Regions from separate parts of the Hordeum vulgare genome. Here region 2 is linked to region 1. A link is a contact called in public Hi-C data. All regions are on one chromosome and are shown on one strand. The core of a region is the stretch at or near the end of the contact, and the rest is flanking DNA. Distances in the headings are between cores, read along the strand shown.

What was found. A called contact is a pair of places that touch in the nucleus more often than the background predicts.
Region 2: a Hi-C map of seedling shows a contact between it and region 1, with 4 times the contacts expected there. The contact joins the promoter of LOC123410818 here to the promoter of LOC123409754 in region 1. A contact is called at or near these places in 4 of 6 Hi-C or Micro-C datasets (leaf and seedling) and 1 of 1 datasets of contacts at active chromatin or transcription factors (embryo).

The regions. Positions count from the first base shown.
Region 1 is chr7H:418,487,566-418,491,177 of MorexV3_pseudomolecules_assembly, reverse strand. LOC123409754 reads left to right here and starts at 1,666. Exons shown (of 7, transcript XM_045102617.1): 1 at 1,666-1,849; 2 at 3,300-3,612. The coding sequence starts at 3,316.
Region 2 is chr7H:418,734,017-418,737,358 of MorexV3_pseudomolecules_assembly, reverse strand. LOC123410818 (AT-hook motif nuclear-localized protein 1-like) reads right to left here and starts at 1,518. Exons shown (of 5, transcript XM_045103759.1): 1 at 500-1,518. The coding sequence starts at 1,022.

The DNA.
Region 1 (3,612 bases), core at 417-2,916:
CGACAAAGCCCACCTTGTTACCCTTGATGGCAACTACACGATGTGTGCCTTGCTGCCCCTACTGTCACTGGGAAAGGTCATCACACGGTAAGAACCCAAAACCAAGCACTTCTCCCATTGCAAGAATCATAGATCTAGTTGGCCAAACAAAACCCAAGACTCGGAGAGACTTACAAGGATATCAAATCATGCATATAAGAAATCAGCAAAGACGCAAATATATATCATAGATAATCTGATCACAAATCCACAATTCATCGGATCTCGACAAACACATCGCCAAAGAGGATTACATCGGATAGATCTCCATGAAGATCATGGAGAACTTTGTATTGAAGATCCAAGAGAGAGAAGAAGCCATCTAGCTACTAACTACGGACCCGTAGGTCTGAAGTGAACTACTCACGAGTCATTGGAGGGGCGATGATGATGATGAAGAAGCCCTCCAACTCCAAAGTCCCCTCCGACAGGGCACCGGGAAGGGTCTCCAGATGAGATCTCGCGGAAACAGAAGTTTGCGACGACGGAAAAGTATTTTTGCGGATCCCTTGATTTTTTTCTATATTTTAGGGAATATATAGGCGAAGGAGCTAGGTCGGGGGGGGGCGTCAGGGAGGCCACAAGCCTGCTGGCCGCCGCCCCCTGGTGGCGGATAGGGGGCTTGTGGGTCCCCTGTAGCCCTCCTGGCTTGGCCCTCAAGGCCCGTGATCTTCTTCCGTTCAGAAAAAAATCATTTCGGGGATTTTATTCCGTTTGGACTCCGTTCCAAAATCAGATCTGAAAAGAGCCAACAACATAGAAAAAACAGGAACTGACACTTGTCACTGAATTAACAAGTTAGTCCCAAAAAAGATATAAAAGGTACATAAAACATCCGAAGATGACAGGATAACAGCATGAAACCATAAAAAATTATAGATACGTTTGAGACGTATCATCGACGATGCTGGCCGGTTAGGTGGGTGTCATGGCGGGGCCGGCTACCAGTGACTCGTCGTGATCTATAACATGGGAAGAAGATAATGCTAGAGAGAGAGAGAGAGGAGAGCACAACTAGGAGTTGTTTCACGAGTGGAGACGTGTGTAGGCCCACAGGACACGTGTAGATCGTGCAAAGCGACGGGCAAAAATTGCAGATTCGTTGGGTGATGGTAATCATTTTCCTTTTCTTTGACAAATTTAAAAAATTCAAAAAAAATTGGAAGTTTTTTTTACAATAAACTTGACTTTCTTTTGCACTAGTATATATTTTTTCACAAATAGAAAACCAATGTTGACTTTAGGACAAAAGATCTAAAATTTATTTGCTCTTAGAGATAACTATTCACATTATTTTGAAGGTTTTTTGTCTTTTAAAAAAAGAAGTCACGAGATTTTTTTAGTGATTTTTTTTACCAGTACAATGAAAAGTCGAATTTATTTCAACAATATTTTCAGAATTTGTTACATTTTTATTAAGTTACTATTTTCTTTCCATATACCAAAAAAATTCCCCTCGTGCTTTTTCCTTCTTTCAACTTTTTATATGAAAAGGAACAATGATTTTTCCCGTCGGCTCGGTTACGCGTGCGTGAGTAAATAAGATGGGCCGAGATAATGCATGGGCTAACGCATCTCGAGCATACTACTTTACGTAAAATGAGACCCTTAACCCGGCCCTGGCCCGCGTCTAGAGACTTCTCGAGCCTCGACGACTGAGACACGACACGCAGCTCGCTCGCCCAAGGGCAACTCATCACCAGCTTCTCTCCCCCCAAATTCTCAAATCGCGAGCTCGGAACACCTGCATCCTACTCGCATCGGGGTCGCGATTCGCCCGCCGCCCTAGCCTCCTCGTCGGGAACTTCAGGTTCGGTTGGTTCCGCCCCAAATCCGTACATGTGACTTCCGATCCTCGCCACTGAATTTTCGAGGTTCATTCGTATTTTTTCGCGGCGATTTCATCTCGTTTTGGACTAGTTGTTCTGTTGTTCCGGTAGTTGATAACCATCCGTCCCTTGATTCTATTCTTGCCCGGGGCCGTCTCCGGCGGGAACCAGGGCATTTCCCGGCGATTTTTGGGTGTTTTGCGTGCATTTTTTTGGTACGTGCGTGACAAAAATCCGAGCTAGGGTTTGTGTTAGGGATGCACGGCAGTTTGACCCGGTAATATAAAACTCGCTTTTAGTGTTATTTCGTGGTGAATAGATGCTGCTGCTGTGATCTAGTTTGTCCGTCGTGGCATTCATAATATGTAGGCATGCATACGACAAGAACATAGAAATGTACAGCCCATTGCACCACAACAGTGCTACTGAACTGAGCAATAAGTATTCAGTCTCTCAGCCATTCCAGTGGGATTTGGTTGGATGACCATTGCAATTCTGCATGTGTACCTGGTGTTAGAATGAAACATATTGGATTGATATATCTTCGACCGGATGCTTCTGTTTTGTTATTCCTTAGCAACATACTGTAGCGATGTTAGCATCTTGATCACACTTTCATGCCATTTTTTATCCTGTCAGAGATGCTTGCGAAGTAGGGCCCTGGTGTGTAAATTTCTTAATTTTACTTCTTGTTATGTTTGATAGATTAGATTGCTGTTTGTGTATGCTTTGTTCTAACTTCGATGTATGGATCTGGATTCCTGGATTTGAGTACTGAGTACAACCTTTTGGCTAAGAATTCATACATCATGTTTGGATCTGGATTCCTGTTTTCTAAGGGTTTTTTATAATTTATGCCACTAGTTGTGTCCCACTACCCACTTTTGCCATTTGAAGTTATAACTGCTTGAAAATGGCATCATTCTGTGAGATGCTTGCTCAAAATGCCATTAGATACCTAAAAAATGCCATTGCTCCATTGGATGTTTGCTCGAAAATGCCATTAGACAACCTTATTGTCAGGTCAAACCCGTTGACCATGTTATATGACAAAATTACCCCTAGGCCGACATGTCTGATCTCTATATCTGACAATGATAAGTGTGGGCCCCACTTGTCAGGAGTAAGCAACTGAATAATTTTAGATGAAAATAAAAACGTTGTCGGATTAAGTGAGACCCACACTTTCTTGTAATGAAATAGGGGGAGAGCTGGTTATTATAACATGGTAAACGGGGTTTGATCTGGCAGTAATGGTGTCTAGTGACATTTTTGAGCATGTGCTTAATGGAGCGATAGCATTTTTGAGCAGTTGCAATTTCTAATGGCAAAACTGAGTAGTGGGACACAACTGGTGGCATAAATGATGAACACCCTTCTAAGAAATAGTAACACTGTTGTTTACATTTCACGCGCCTTTTAACTGGGCAGAGAGCTTCAGTACAAGATGCAAAGGGGAAGGGGCGGGAGAGGTGGTCTCTTTGGTTTCGGGGACCCTTTTCCTGCTTTTGGCGGCTTTGTACCTCCTGGGAACCTTATGTCCAGTTTCTTTGGTGGGTCAAATCCCTTTGATGATCCATTCTTCACCAATCCCTCTGGTTCTATGATTGGACCTAGCCTGTTTGAGCAAAGCTTTTTTGGTTCAAGCATGTTCGGGCCACAGAGAGCTCTAAATGGAGGAGGCTTCCAGCAGCAAGGTCCTGAACCAAGCAGGCCAAAAGGGCCGATTATCGAGGAGTTGTCT
Region 2 (3,342 bases), core at 269-2,768, 250 kb before region 1:
CCAGCAGCAGCAGCATCACCATGCCACCATGCCTCCCCCACGGAGGCAGAACCCCCACCACACAGACAAGAACAGAACAGCAAGAGGCCTTAAGGATTCAGTAAGGATATGCCTCCACCTGTCCCCTACTTGCTCCCCGAGCTTCGAATCTTGGATGACTGTGCATCTGATCATGGATAGAAGGGGGGCGAGGAGACAAGAAATATTCGGATAAGAGAGGGACAGGCACGGACAGTGTCATGACAAGGAACGAACTAACGAGTGACGCCCGACTTCTGCCATTTGCCCCTCTGCAGCAACCATCTATTATTATTATGTAGTACTAGTACTATCGTAATTTCTGAGATCTATTCTGCGGAAAGTTTAGTAAATAATCCAGTTTCAAATTTTTCAATGGAAGATTTGTGGATTGGGGCAAAAGATTAAAAGTGTTACGCCAGATTTTTCTGAACATTTTTTGGGGGTGGGGAAGAGAAGTGAGCAGGAGAAGGATACCAACCAATGGAGCTGAAGTGGAAACCGAACTGCTGCTGCTGCGGCTGCTGCAGCTGGTGGTGGTACGGCTTGGCCGCCGCGGCGGCGAAGTCGAGGGGCCGGCCCCTCCCGCGCTTCATGGCGGCTCCAACCGCGGCCGCAGGCGTGTACTGCCCGGCTGCGACGGCGGCCGACATCGGAGCCGACGCGGAGATCGGCGTGGCGTTCAACGGCTGGATCAGGCTCCCGTCCGGGCCGTACTTCCTCGGCCTCCCCCTCTTCTTCCCCACCTTGAGCAGCGGCCCCGCGGACAGAAACCCTCTTCCTGCGCCCGCCACCATCGCCGTCATCATACCCGGCGGCACAAACAGACCACTCGGGCTAACCATATCCACCGGCGACGGTGCGGGTGCATGTGAAGCTGCCGGAGGCGGCACAGACGTCGGCGACTGGAAGCTCACCGTAGCCTCCGGCACCACCGCTGCCGCCGCTACCGGTGCAGCCGCAGTCGGAATCGGAGAGCTCGCTTCCGCTGCCTTGGCCTCCATGCGCGCAGCACTGGAAACAGAAGTAGAACCACCTCCAACTAGGGCCTCCGACACGAGCTCTCGCCATTAGAGCTCCCACGCACTGACCCCATCCCGCACCACCTCCGGCTCCCTCCTTAAAACCCGCCCCCAAAAAATCCCCAGAAAAAAAACCCAAAAACACCGGGAAAAAGCCCGCAAAAATAAAGCAAAAAATTCGACAAATCCCAGGAGCAAAAACAAAACTGAGCTGCAGCCGTGAGGCGAGAGGAGGAAGAAACCGAGAGCGAGCGGGCGAGCCGTCGGAATGCAAAACAAAAGGGGAGGAGACGGAGGAAATAAAAAGGCAAAACTAAAAGCAAAAAAGGGGAAGGGGAGAGCGTGATACTCCTACAAAAAAAAAACGACTAAAAAAACGAAAAATAAACAAAATTATCGGGGCATTAAACTAGTAGCGCCGCGTCCGGGGCGATGATAATACTCCAGTCGAGTAATAAAGAATTCGGACGCGAAATTGTCGCTGTGCGTCCCACGGCGAGTTTTTAATGCGGGGTTCGAAAAATGCCGTTCGGGAGGGGAGGGGAGGGGCAGAACGGGGAGACGGAGATGTTGGGCCCGGCGCGTTTAAGCGGGTAAATTGCTGGGTTTCAGGCGTGAAGGCGCGATTAGGGCGCGGTTTGGGGGCGGATTTACGGGTGTGCCACTGTGGGCTCGTCGTCGGCGGCTGGCTTGTCGTCGCGTGCGGGGCTCCGGCGAGTCAAAGGGGACAGACTGTACAGTGGAGTGAAAGGGGAAGCTGAGCTCTACCGGTCCGTGTGGAAGCAGCTCTGGCTCTACCAGGGGCAGTAGTGTTTTTCAACGGCTAGTCTTGTCTGGAACGAAATGAAGAAACATCCATATACTCGACTTAGGCAAAAGTTTTCTCCCCAAGTAGTGCTATCTCGGGGAAATTCTGGGGAGCTGCTCTTCTCGGTACTCAGTAGAAGTAGCCCCTGATATTGTTTTGGCGCATATATATAAAATACTCCATCCGTTCCTAAATATAAGACCTTGTAGAGATTTCATTATAGACTACATACGGGATAAAATAAGTGAATCTACATTTTAAAATATGTCTATATACATTCGTATATATACCATAGTGCAATTTCTACAAGGTCTTATATTTAGGAACGGAGGGAGTATAAGGCTAGTTTGTTTGTCCTGTTTAGGCTTCTCGTGTGTATCCAGACTTGGGTTCCAAGCCACCGTTTGAGAATAAACGCCATACTATGTGTGCTAATAAGGGGTGATTGCATAAACATTCAGGTCACATCACCGCGTAACCTATAGCTGCATATTGCATATAAAAAACTGTTTGGTAGTTCACAAGTGAAGACATGTCCCGCTCTCGTCCAAAACCAAACACACACCAGACAGCCCGACCAAATTAATAATATTAATAATAACTTAAAATAAAAGAAAGCTTACGCACCCGCCAAACCCTCCACTAAGTAAAGTAACCGCCGTTAATCTATATATAGTGTCCAGCTCTATTTCTGACCAGAAAGGGATTAAACCTTTTTTTTTTTTTTGAGCGGAAGAAAGGGATTAAACATCACCAACAAGTAAAGAAAAGAGCAAATCGTAGGAAACCGGCGGCAGCAACAAATGGCTTTTCTTGCTCACCTCCTCTGTGTATACTAACTTGTCTTTTTTTTTCGTCCAGCGATACGCACATATGGGCGTGTAGTGTCTTCCCCCTGCTTCTGCTTTTGCCTTTGGTTCCTTTTCTTCGTCGTAACGTGTCGAAATAAAGCGGAACAAAACAGCGGCACTGCGCGCGCATGCATGCGGCATTCATGTGAGAACAGAGGCGAATGTGGATAGGCTTGAGATTAGGCTACAGAGCACCTGCGTGCGTCATGATCCAACGGGAAGCCGCCGTAAGAACTCTTCAGAGTACGTGGAGTACTTGGACCGTTGGAGTGCATCTTCATGCTGCGGTGGTCGGTGGTCAAAAGACGGATCATAAATCATTACAGCCTGCTCGGGCCTTTTTAACTGGCAGATTTAAATTAATTTATTCAGTTAATTTACAAGGCGACTATCTGGATCCGTACATGTTTGTTACTCATTTCTTTGAAAGTCAGGCAGCAGTTGATTACTGAATTCATCCAATGAAAGATGATAGCTCAGTATATCTATAATCAGTTTGGATGACGGCCCAATAATATGTTAGCTGTTTAGTCGTCTTGTTTTATTTTTACCGTTGTGGGATTTTTTAATATTTTTTCATTTGATTTCATTTTAGCTCGGATAGAGCTTTGTATTTGCACGAAGGTTGCCGGATTATTTGCTT